3 separate regions of the Mus musculus genome follow, and all the other regions are linked to region 2. A link is a contact called in public Hi-C data. All regions are on one chromosome and are shown on one strand. Each heading gives the region's core, a stretch centred on a gene start, on an enhancer-like site or on the middle of the called end of the contact. The rest is flanking DNA. Distances are from core to core; before and after follow the strand shown. Region 1 has its middle 16 kb from the start of 7530428D23Rik. Region 2 overlaps Gm31610 (a long non-coding RNA gene). Region 3 overlaps Gm31813 (a long non-coding RNA gene).

Evidence for each region. A called contact is a pair of places that touch in the nucleus more often than the background predicts.
Region 1: a Hi-C map of uterus shows a contact between it and region 2. The contact joins two enhancer-like sites. A contact is called at or near these places in 5 of 484 Hi-C or Micro-C datasets (the HL-1 cell line, adipose-derived mesenchymal stem cells, embryonic fibroblasts and 2 more), 1 of 115 datasets of contacts at active chromatin or transcription factors (heart atrium) and 1 of 9 other capture datasets (embryonic stem cells).
Region 3: a contact with region 2 is called in a Hi-C map of cortical neurons, with 2.4 times the contacts expected there. The contact joins two enhancer-like sites. A contact is called at or near these places in 2 of 484 Hi-C or Micro-C datasets (cerebral cortex and cortical neurons) and 1 of 9 other capture datasets (embryonic stem cells).

Annotation. Positions count from the first base shown.
Region 1 is chr3:21,814,903-21,818,437 of GRCm38.p6, forward strand. No RefSeq gene overlaps it. Among named protein-coding and RNA genes, the nearest start is that of 7530428D23Rik, 16 kb to the left of the region's middle. Within about 2 kb of position 2,194, at least 42 of the 459 cell types and tissues checked have an H3K27ac peak or open chromatin away from gene starts, as enhancers often do. A contact at or near this core is called in heart atrium and uterus, where this site is marked.
Region 2 is chr3:21,476,720-21,480,681 of GRCm38.p6, forward strand. The region is part of intron 1 of Gm31610 (a long non-coding RNA gene); the gene reads right to left. Among named protein-coding and RNA genes, the nearest start is that of Gm31610, 11 kb to the right of the region's middle. Within about 2 kb of position 2,657, at least 105 of the 459 cell types and tissues checked have an H3K27ac peak or open chromatin away from gene starts, as enhancers often do. A contact at or near this core is called in cerebral cortex, cortical neurons, heart atrium and 1 more, where this site is marked.
Region 3 is chr3:21,891,871-21,895,658 of GRCm38.p6, forward strand. Gm31813 (a long non-coding RNA gene) reads right to left here. Exons shown (of 8, transcript XR_001783797.2): 4 at 2,227-2,303. Among named protein-coding and RNA genes, the nearest start is that of Gm31813, 71 kb to the right of the region's middle. Within about 2 kb of position 1,276, at least 67 of the 459 cell types and tissues checked have an H3K27ac peak or open chromatin away from gene starts, as enhancers often do. A contact at or near this core is called in cerebral cortex and cortical neurons, where this site is marked.

The sequences.
Region 1 (3,535 bases), core at 944-3,443, 340 kb after region 2:
ATTATTGATTTTTGTTGTTCTAGTCTTAGAATCCTTGAAACACTGAAATAACTATATATACTCAGAATTTGGACAATATTTTAGTTGTACTACTATATAAATTGGAAATTTGGAAATTTATTGACAACAAATGATTTTAGACATTTGAAAAATATATAGTAAAAATAGACCTTTTGGTAAATATGTTAAAAAATGGTCATGTTCAAGTTCAACTCAACAGACAATGATTGGTCTCAGTCCTAATCAAGTCATACGGTAGCATTCCAACCATGTGTGGGGCTTTGGTCCTCAGTAGTCATGTGTGGAAATATAAATGAATTAAAACTGAATGCATCAAAATAAACTTCTAATTGCATGCTTTAAGGTATGCTGTAGCCACAGAAGGAGTGGGCAGATTATATAAAGCATATTTATCTGTTAATATGTAATATATATGTATATATATAATATATATATGATGAAGTATCTTCATCTCCTTAGTATGCTGTGACATATTAAATATCATGCCTTCTGAGTTCCTTGCCATTCGACTATTCCCCAAGGAACAACCACACCAGATTATACCAAAGGCTGGAGAATGGCATGCATGTGTGTGTCTCTTGTATTTGTTCACCTTAGAGCATGCTCCAGTCATGCCAAAGAATAGACATTTCTGTGATCCCAGAGAGAGGTCTACCAGACATATGGAGCTCTGCTCTTGGCCTAGTCATGAATATAAAGAAGACAGAGAAGTGAAGGTTACAAGACCTAAAAATGAGGGATCTGCCTAAGGCTAGGTTCATGTCACAGCAGAGCTCTCATACCACCCTTCCTACCTCTGGGGCCTAGCTGTGATTGGGCTCTTTAGCCTAGCACACAGATTGTCACAGCAACCTGTAGTATGACTCAAACACTGCAGGCTTTCTCTCTGCTCAGCAGAGTCCCATTTTGATTTTCCCTATCCCAATGTTTAGTAAAAATCACAGTAGAAGAGGGGAGGTACATCTGTCCTTTACCCCAAACCTTACAGCTAAGAAAAATTGAGACACAAAAAGAAGGCAGGTGTAAGAGATGTCATTTCATCAGGACAAGAAATAGAGGTGGCAATTGTTTCTATTCAGAGATATTTAGGCCACCCTGACACTCAGCAGCCTTATGTTACTGGGGGTGCCTGGGTCCCCATACCACCTATTAGTGAGCCTGAGAGTAGACACAGCACTAACCACTAGCCCACTCAGGCTTATCTCTCTTGTACTTTCCTGCCTTAGCTTGCAATCTGAGCATTGGCTCTGAGGTGTTCTTCACGAGAATCGTATCCACAGAAGCCTATATGGCTTCTAAATTCCCACAAGACAATGCACATTGTGGTGGTTTGAATATGCTTGACCCAGGGATTGGCACTCTTTGGAGGTGCAATGTTACTGGAGTAGGTGTGGCTTTGTTGGAGGAAGAGTGTCACTGTGGCTGTGGGCTTTAAGACCCTAGTTCTAGCTGCCTGAAAGCCAGTCTTCTATCAGCCTTCAGATGAAGATATAGAACTCTCAGCTCCTCCTGTACCATGCATGGGTGTTGCTATGCTCTGCCTTGATGAAAATGGACTCAATCTCTGAACCTACAAGCCAGCCCCAAATAAATGTTGTCCTTATAAGAGTTGCCTTGGTCATGGTGTCTGTTCGCAGCAGTAAAAGCCTAACTAAGACACACATTAAGGAACTAAGCAAGGTTCATCTCTCCATTTTTAAATTATTATTAAAACCAGTAAAAATTGCTATACAGTAATTCTGGATCCATCCAAGTCATCTATTAGTATTTCATTCCTTAGGGTCTTAACCATTTCCAAATTTTGGCCATATTAATTTCAGATATAAATAATTTTCTATGCTGTCAGTACTTTAATAAGAATTAGGGTCTCGTTACCTAAGTTTAGAAAAGGCACCAGAGCAACTTGGCAGAGATTTAGTTGGGGAAAGCCCTCTAAGGTGGAAAGAGACTGAAAAGGCCCAATTTTAGAACCAAGGATAAAACCAAGGATAAATTTCATGCACTGAAATTATATGTAGGGCAGACCTAGATCCAGAGTAAAGACACAACTGTTTTTAATAGTAACTGTCTCTTTAAATCTCAGCCTTGGCAACTCAGCCACTGAAATAGGTTAGGGATCTGTGGGTACCGCACAGTGGAACATTTAATCAGAAAACAAAGAACTTTCTGGAACAAAGAAGACAAATAAAAGCCTAGACATGAAAATGTTAACTGGCAACTTAAGTTCAGGGGACAGCCGTGTCCAAATTCACTGGGCTTCTGGCCCAAAAAGCAAACTCTGGAAGACTGGGAAGAGTTACATTGTTTCCAAACTCATGCAGTGGCCAATTGCCATGCTAGCTTGGCTCTTCTGCAGTGAGATATGAGAGATTAACAGAACAAACTGCAATGGCTTAGAAACAAGTATTTCCTAGTTACTACATTAAGATGTGTTTCTTTATTCTCTGGAAAAGAAATGAGTATCCTTTAACATCTTCATGGGAAATACTTGGGTTTATTTCAATGATCTTCTTGTCTGGGTATGATGGCACTGGAACACACTGAATTTATTAGTTAATGACTAATGAATCACATTTTATTTGCATGTTTTAAGACAGTTTCAAAGCTCTTGTGGTTAATTCAAGCAATAAAACATCTCTGAGAAACCATGGCTGAAGTGCTTGCATTGGCTTTGCCTCCTTTATTCAGTGTAGAAGAATGATTCCAGAAGGCAAGCCAGCTATGATTGTGTGCAAAGTGATCACTGCAATTACCCTTTGCGGTGACAAAGACCTCAGAGCATCATGCACTGCTAACATTTGCTCCCCTACTGTGATTAAAAGATGACATGCTGAGACTTACATTCATCAGGCGCCATGAGATTCCAGGGTATTTTTCTCTTGTGTAAAATAGACAGCATTATTTTCCAAACTTGAAGTTCAGGTTTAGGTAATTTTCTTAGATACATAGGATATGACAGAACCAGGCTTAACAGGTGACATGAGTGCCTTTACAGAAAACAGTAACCCTAACTCAGTCCTCAGTTGACTTGAATGGGAAGAATTTGCTAAATTATATACTTAGCAAATAGGCCAGAACTATTCTAACAAAATTCTCTATCATGAGCAACAAGATTCTTGGGTATCACAGTATGAGGAGGTCGGCTGTGAAGAGACAGAGAGCAGGTGAAATAGACTTTAAGGATGGAGACACAGAGGAGCCCAACCCACACAGATATTTCAGAAGGAAGATAGCTACCCACTTTTAGATTTATTCCCTCGATTGTTTAAGTTTACAAGGAACTCCATCAAATAGATCAACCCCTATTCTACACTATGGTTGTTCAGATTTGGGACTGAGGGGAGAGCTTTTCAGGATCTACGTAAACATCAAGTGCTCTCAAATCTTAGAACCTTTATAGCATGTTTTGAGCACTTATCATTAGATACATTTTGAAATATATGAGGAAGATGCATTACTGATATCGAGGAAGGTCAGAGGAAACCAAATAAGTACACCTCATTTGTGGAATGAG
Region 2 (3,962 bases), core at 1,407-3,906:
CTCCATCCACACAAGCAGTGATAGAAGTCCACGGTGCTCACACAGAGTTGTATTCTTCTCCTTGGAATTTTACACTTTTTTTTTAATTAGGTATTTTCCTCATTTACATTTCCAATGCTATCCCAAAAGTCCCCTATACCCTCCCCCCCACCCACCCACCCACTCCCACTTTTTGGCCCTGGAGTTCCCCTGTACTGGGGCATATAAAGTTTGCAAGTCCAATGGGCCTCTCTTTCCAGTGATGGCCGACTAGGCCATCTTTTGATACATATGCAGCTAGAGACAAGAGCTCCGGGGTACTGGTTAGTTCATAATGTTGTTCCACCGATAGGGTTGCAGATCCCTTTAGCTCCTTTAAACATACACAGTGTTTCGTGGACAATCTCTGTCATCCTGGTCATCTTTTGTCGTTCTGTCTTTTCCATTTAAACCACCCCACTGACCTTCAGACCTCATCCAGACCTCATGGGTGTCCCAAAGAAGACAACACACGGATCCTTTAAGAGCCAGACATTTTCTATACGTCCACCTCCCCTTGGTGGGGGTAACTGAATAAAGGCTGCTATCTTCTCTGGGTCCCGCTTCAAGGATTTATTTTAAAACCTGTATCATCAAATAATAAATGCTTTAAGCTGAAGCGAATGCCTAAAATGAAAACAGAGACACCTTAAGATGCTTCATAATCTAACCAACCATTCCCTGGTAGACAGTATCCAGTTTCCTCTCCTGTCTGTACTCAGTTGGCTTCCTAAAATAGAGAGGGATAAGGACCACAGGCTTCACGTCATGAATGAGCTCCGTCTCAGCTGTGGGCTCTCCAGAAATGATTCAACACCACAGATGGAATCCACATGTGAATATCCACGTGACGACTGACTAGCAAGATTTCAATGAAACCAGAGAACATTTTTTTTTTCTTTAGCTCAAGTATATTTGGCCAGTGTAGGTTGGGGGAAGGCCTGGAATCACTGGAATCACAGTGAACAATTGAGATATTGAAGGCAAAGAAACAAAAAAAAATCCATGGAAAGACCTTCTAAGCAATGAGGGTAGGCTTTTTGGAAGCATTGGTCTGTTTGTTTCCAGGTTTGGTTTGTATTTGTTCTTTTTAAAGCCAAGGAGCTTTCTAAATTTCTTCAAAGGATAGTTTTGCATTGGGCATTTTATTAGGGGCTTTTTCTCTCAGAAAGAACCCTCAGTAGAAACCACCCTGGGAGAAAAAGCTACAAAGGCAGGATTATGGAAGCCCAAGAAATAAATAAATAAAACCAAGAAAACAGAAGTGGAGCCACAGCTAAAACAGGTGTTTTACATTTCAGACTGGAGGCAAATCAGTCCAGAAGCAGGAAAGTATGGCTCCACTGCCACGTGCTGTGAACCTTGTGTCTTGGATGGAGCTTAAACCAACTACTCAAAGAGATCCAAGGCTGTCACAGAAACCCACACTGTAGTAGGAAAGAAAACAGCCAGCTCAGGTGCCATCATAGCCTCCTTTAAAGAATCCACGAGGTGTCTGGGACATACAGAGAGACCTGGGGGAGAGACAACTTTACTCTCTGGCTCTTGGAGTCACTATACATGCAGCTGTGATCAGGCTAAACTCTGAAATCCCAGAATCAACTGGCAAAGCAGATCCCCAGAACCCATATAAGAAAACCATATAAAATGGGTGTAGAGTGTACATTTTTTACTTCAGCAGTGAATGGTGAAAGGAGATATAGTGGAAGGTAGATACCCAGCTCACTGAACAATTAGTTTTGCCTACTTGGAAATTACTAGACAAATGAGTGCTCCCATCTCAAGCAAAAAGCAGAAGGCACCTGAGAAAGGACATCCAAGCAAGCACACTCATTCGGATTTGGTTGCCAGTGCACCAGCCCTGTGGGCTGCTGTTTCCTTATCCATCCAGAGAGAATCCTAGACCTCTAGTCTGTCACAGAGAGCAGATGACTCAACATCTTCAATCATTTTCTCTAGCAAGGCAAAACCTCTCAAGTTAGTGTTTTATAAGCATGGACAGACAGTTTCCATTCTGGTCCTTATCAAAACACTGCCATTCCTTTGATAACAGTTATGAAATCATCTCTCAGAACTTGGGTATCTTTAAAGAGGTTTTTTTTTTTTTTTTTTTTTTTTAATGCAAGCTGCCCCGTTCTCCCTCCCCCGCTTCACCAAGATTCAATTAACGGGAGGAGGAATGTGGTGGTTTTTAACAAGTTCTTCTAAGCCAAACTGCTTAGAGACATACATTAGGCTGCCTTTAGTAATGGGAAAAAATTATCTCACCATGACTGGACTTTCTCACCTCCAAAAGAGGATTCCTATCTGTCACCTGGACAGCCAAGATTGATTTTTCTAATTAAGCAGGCATTTGTACTGGCACAGGGAGCCACAGAATTCTTCCCTACTGTATCTTCCCAACATATTCCTGTTTGTGTTCATTTTCCATCCTGTTTAAAGCTCCCTAGTGTTGAACCGGGAGGGGTCAGGAACTCACTCTATGAAAACACCCATTAAAATCTCTGGCTGCTTTCAGAAAGAAATGTGTCAACACAGGCAAAGGAAAGAAAACATGTGATAGAAATCTCTTTGGACTGGGCTTGGCTCCCACGTGGACAGAATTTGCCTTCACCAGTTCCCACACACTGTCCCCCACCCCCGGGTCTGCTCTGCTCCATCTGGGTCTGCCCTGCTCTGCTTCTCAGGGTCTGCCAATGCAGATGGCTGTAGGAAGCAGGCTGTTAGCACTTTGAAAGGCTATGTGGCACTTTCTGCCTTTTAAAAAGGTACAAGAAGCTCTTGTGCAGCCTTCAGTGATGAGACCGGCTTGTGGTGTAATTCAGTTTACTTAAGGGAACAATTTGGAGCCCTGAAGAGCAAAGCCCAGTTCTGGCCCCACAGTGCTGGGTCATGTGGCCTCATGACTTTCTTTCAGTGGGAGACACTAGAGGATAAAACTGAAATCAGTAAGAAAAGCTGGCATCTTTTTTAGTTTGTTCCTGGTACATCCATTACCTAATATTTTATTTAAAAGCTCAGTCCCTGCACTAAATGAACGGGCTAATCTCAATTTAGGAGTTGGCCTGCCCTCACATGATGACAGCTAACTGTTAACTGTCTTTAAAAAATAGAGGAAAGAAAAAATTAAAAAGAAACAAAGAGGAAGAGAAGAAGAAATGGCTAAGGGTAATTTAAGGGTTGTGTAAACTTATTAAAGGAACAATTGTTTCAAAGACAAAGGATAGCCTTAAGGGCTGGGTTGGGGATTAGTTGGTAGAATACTTGATTAGCATACACAAATCCCTGGATTCTGTCCACAGCACCACACACAGTGTGGTGGCCAAAGTCAGTAGTCTCAGAACTCAGGCAGTAAAGGCAGGAGGAGCAGAAGTTCAAGGTTACATAGGAAGTTTGAGGTCAGACAGGTATACTTCAGACCCTAACCAATTAAAACAATCAAAATTAAAAAAAATTCTTTCAGATACTGTCCCTTACATTCATTTGGCAGTGGCAGCTCTTAGTAGGTACTGGAAGCCAAAGTTGTCCTAGTAGGCTACACAGCTGCAACACTCAGACTCAAGGTTGAACTCTAAGCTCTTCCCTGAAGTCTCTCCCCTTCCTGATTCTCTCTTCCCCTGGAACCCTGTATCTAATCGCTTGTCTTGCTCCATGAAGTACATTTGTAGTTAAGTCAGAATAATTTGCTGTCTTTCACTTTGGAGGATCATTGCAATACCTTCTTCTCTGCATGTCCAACCTGTCCACTCCTTTATAGTCAGAGAAAAAGTAGCTTTCGTATTATCTTAGGCACTCTTAATTAAATTCTGTCATTTCACACTCTGAGACTCTAGTAGTTTCCAGTGAAATACTACCAAGTGGTATACTACCAAGATACCAATATCCCCTCAACAGGCCTTTCTAGACTCTCTCACATCAGGAGGTTGGTACCTTCCAAATGATGA
Region 3 (3,788 bases), core at 26-2,525, 410 kb after region 2:
AAATATATTAAAAAAAGAAAAAAAAGAATGGTCCAAATACAGCTACTGCATAATTTTCAACGGAAGGCCCCTTCAGATAACAGTGCTGCAAATAGTCCCACTACCACCTTCTCCTTTGGAATAGGGTGTCCTTCCAGAGCAAACAAGAGTGTACTGTGCTCCCTGGTTCTGCTTCTAGCTGCTTCGGTCGCCTCCATTTCTCTTGGAGATGATTGAATTATCTACGTAAAGATGAAACAGCTAATCCTTGGGGTGGGGGTGGGGAGAGAATTGATTCGTGGCCAGCAGACATTTAGTCTCAAAGCAACTGGGGACGCTCCGGAAGTGATTAGTGCTAACAGAAGCCTTGGTTCTCCTGGCAGGCTAAATGCTTTAGAAACACCAGGGAGAGGGAAAGAGCTTTGTGTTTCTTCCTAATAAATCTCCCATCTTATTGTCAGAGGCAGTTTGCCCTCCTGGGGGCCTGGGCTCCAATCTCAGCCTTTTGCAACTGAACTCTGCCTTGCCTGATGTCCATTTCCATCACAATGGCTTACTGGGTTCTAAAAGAGACAATCTGCCACACCAGGCTTCTCAATTTCTCTGCCCCTCCTTCCCTCCCCACCAATCACGTCTTGACCTCCCCCCCCCCCCCCCCCGCCTCCTGGCTCAGGTACTCCCTGCTTCCCATCCTTGCTCTTGCTCCAGGGATCTCTTTCTGTAAATCCTCTGAGAGAATTCCTGGATTAAATTTGAAGTAAAGCATTACAAACCTCTAACTCGGTGTCAATTACTATTTGGCACTACATTTTATGAGGAAGAAATGCAATAAAACAGCAATTTCTAAATTTAACCCGCATTACATAATATAATTATTTATTGCAGAAGATGTTGTTTATACATCACCCACGTTATTGATTGCTATGAAAAAGGCAATGTACAGGAAGCCATACAAATTGATCAATAGTTAAAGTGATTAATCAAATATTTAATTTGTTTCCATAAATTTTAGTCCAGTACGTGTTTCACATCACACAATGTAGCTATGAACTATAACTCCGCTCCCCAGCAAGACGCACAGAGAAATGTCTTTCTTCTATTTCTGAAATGCTGCAAGAGAACACTAAAGCTGAGTAAACCATATTTGTCTTTCACACTCCCACCCATCCTCATTTTGCTCCCACTACTAACAACCCAAAGCTGAAACCACTTAAGGATTATAATTATCCCTCATCATGATCGACTGTGTGATGACGAGGCTGCTACCCATCACAAATGATGTTGCTGGAAAGGAAAGATGTGCAGCCCAGAGACATTCCCTGCTTTGTTTTTTGCTTTATCCCCTCCTCCAGGCAGAGGGAGGGAGGGATGAAATTCAGTCAGGAAAACAATTAGCTTGCCTAGCTTCACTGCACTGTGATATCAAATCACACAGCAATTAAGAGCTCCAAAGAGCCCCAGGTTGGTTTCACGCACATTCAAGGATGTAAACCGATCTGTACCCGATGAGCTAAGGCTGGACTGCAAATGAAAAAGTCAGAAGAGGTAAGCAGTGTAAAATTCCATTCTCTGCCTAATCACACTTCACTAATGGTGATATGCGCTCAGAGTACCTCTCAGTCGGTACACAGAACATTTGCATGTCTCCTCAAGCCTTGATAGATGGCTACAGAATTCTACCCTGTGACTTCTCTGGCAATACATGTCAAATGCAAAAGGCTAATATTTTCAGAAAAAATATATATACATTTGATGGTGAATAAAAAGGATAAGTGAAGTGTCCCATGGTGGGGCTACAGAGACGGCCCACTCAGGAAAAGTTCATCCCGTGTAAACATTTGAACCTGACTTCAATCCCTATTACCCATGTAAAACGTCTGGTGTGATGGTTGGTGAATCTAAGCAGTGGGCAAGTGGGAACAGGTGGATCCCTGGGGTTCACTGGCCAACCAGCATAGCCTAATGGGCAAGCCCCAGGTTCCAGTAAGAATCACTGCCTTTAAGAAAAACATGATACATAGCTCCTGAAGAATTAAACCTGAGACTGACATCAGGCTTACTCATGCATGCGCACAAACATGCATTTCACGGATACACAAGTGTGCATGGACACACAGCTGAACATACACAAAGAGGACAAGAAAAGCGTCATCTTTCCCATCACCAAAGTCTTAACTGTTGAATTTGGCACAGAAATCTCCAAAGGCAGACAAGTGCGGGAGAGTTTTAACGGTAGGAGAACATTACCCATCTTCTTCTTCTCCCTTCTTCCTTTTTGCTCTTGAAACAGGGTCTCTACCAAGCTCGGAGTTGTTAGGTTTTTACTATTTAAAAAGAAAACAAGAAAGAAAATGCCTTTATCTTTAAAACAAAACAAAACAAAACAAAAAACTGCCAGCATACATTATAAAACCTTCAAAATAAATGCTTTTTGTTTTAAAGCAGGTACTGTAGCCTGCCCTAGGCCCCACATACAGCCAGAGATGACCTTGAACTCCTGATCTCCCTGCTTCCACTTTCACTGGGATTATAAGCGACTCGGCTTCATCCCCTCTTTCTGTTTTTATAGATTTGTTTGTTCCTAATTGAGTGCTTTTCTCTTAGATAGCTTTGTTACACTTGGACGTGTTATGTTATAAGGCACCAGAGTTCCCAGTACAAAGTAAGCCATGACGGCTCCTTTTCTCTTGCTTCTTTCTTCTCAGAAGCTTTCTCTGTCACTTAACTATGGATTTAAGAAGAAATAAAATGGAACATGGCAGATATTAGTTTGCCTATGGCCCTGTGAATGGCCCCACACCTATGTGCATATGGGCAGCATTAATTGGCCTCAGGAGGTTATTAATACAAATAAAGAAAGAAGGCATGAGGTCAGGAAAGAGGTGTGGGAGAGGAGCAATAGGATGAGTTGGAGGGAGGTTAATGATGGATGGGTTTGATCAAAAGACATTGTATAAATATATGCCATTGTCGAAAATAAAAATATTATTTAAAAAGAAATAAAGTATGTTATATGGTTCTCTTGTTTTTTTAAACAGACTCTTCATTTTGGAATAATTGTACATTTATAGAAAAAATCAAAATGGTAAATTAGAAAGTGTTCACACATTGCTCATCGTCCTCCCCATTTTGCAACTTAACATTAACATGTACCACTTCCAAAATTAGGAAGCTGACATCTTTGGGTCGCTAGTAGTTGCCCTCCAGAATTAATTAGTTGCAGCTCTGTCCCATTTTTCATTTACAATCCTGTCCTCTCTTTATTTCAGGTTTCAAAGCTTGAGATCTTGCTTGGGGCGTCAAGTCATCTAGTCTACCGGGTCTGTGGGAGACATCTTTGTTTACAGTGACCTGGACAAAGAATCTTAATTTTCTTTTCTTTTTTTTTTTTTTTAAAGATGTATTTATTACATGTAAGTACACTGTAGCTGTCTTCAGACGCACCAGAAGAGGGTATCAGATCTCGTTACAGATGGTTGTGAGCCACCATGTGGTTGCTGGGATTTGAACTCTGAACCTTCGGAAGAGCAATCGGGTGCTCTTACCCACTGAGCCACATCACCAGCCCAAGAATCTTAATTTTCAAAGCAATATTATTATTTCTAGGACCTTTGCAATAATTAATATTTAACAACTATGGAAAACTTGTCACATGAAAAATGTGTACATGAGGTCACACCCACCCACCTGACCCTGCCAGGTATATATTACCCCAATGTTTATGAAGACAAGCAACTACTAGATACCCCAGCTGAAACTCTTTAATTCTCTAGCAACTATTCCAGGAGACCTTCAGTGTTGCTCAGCCA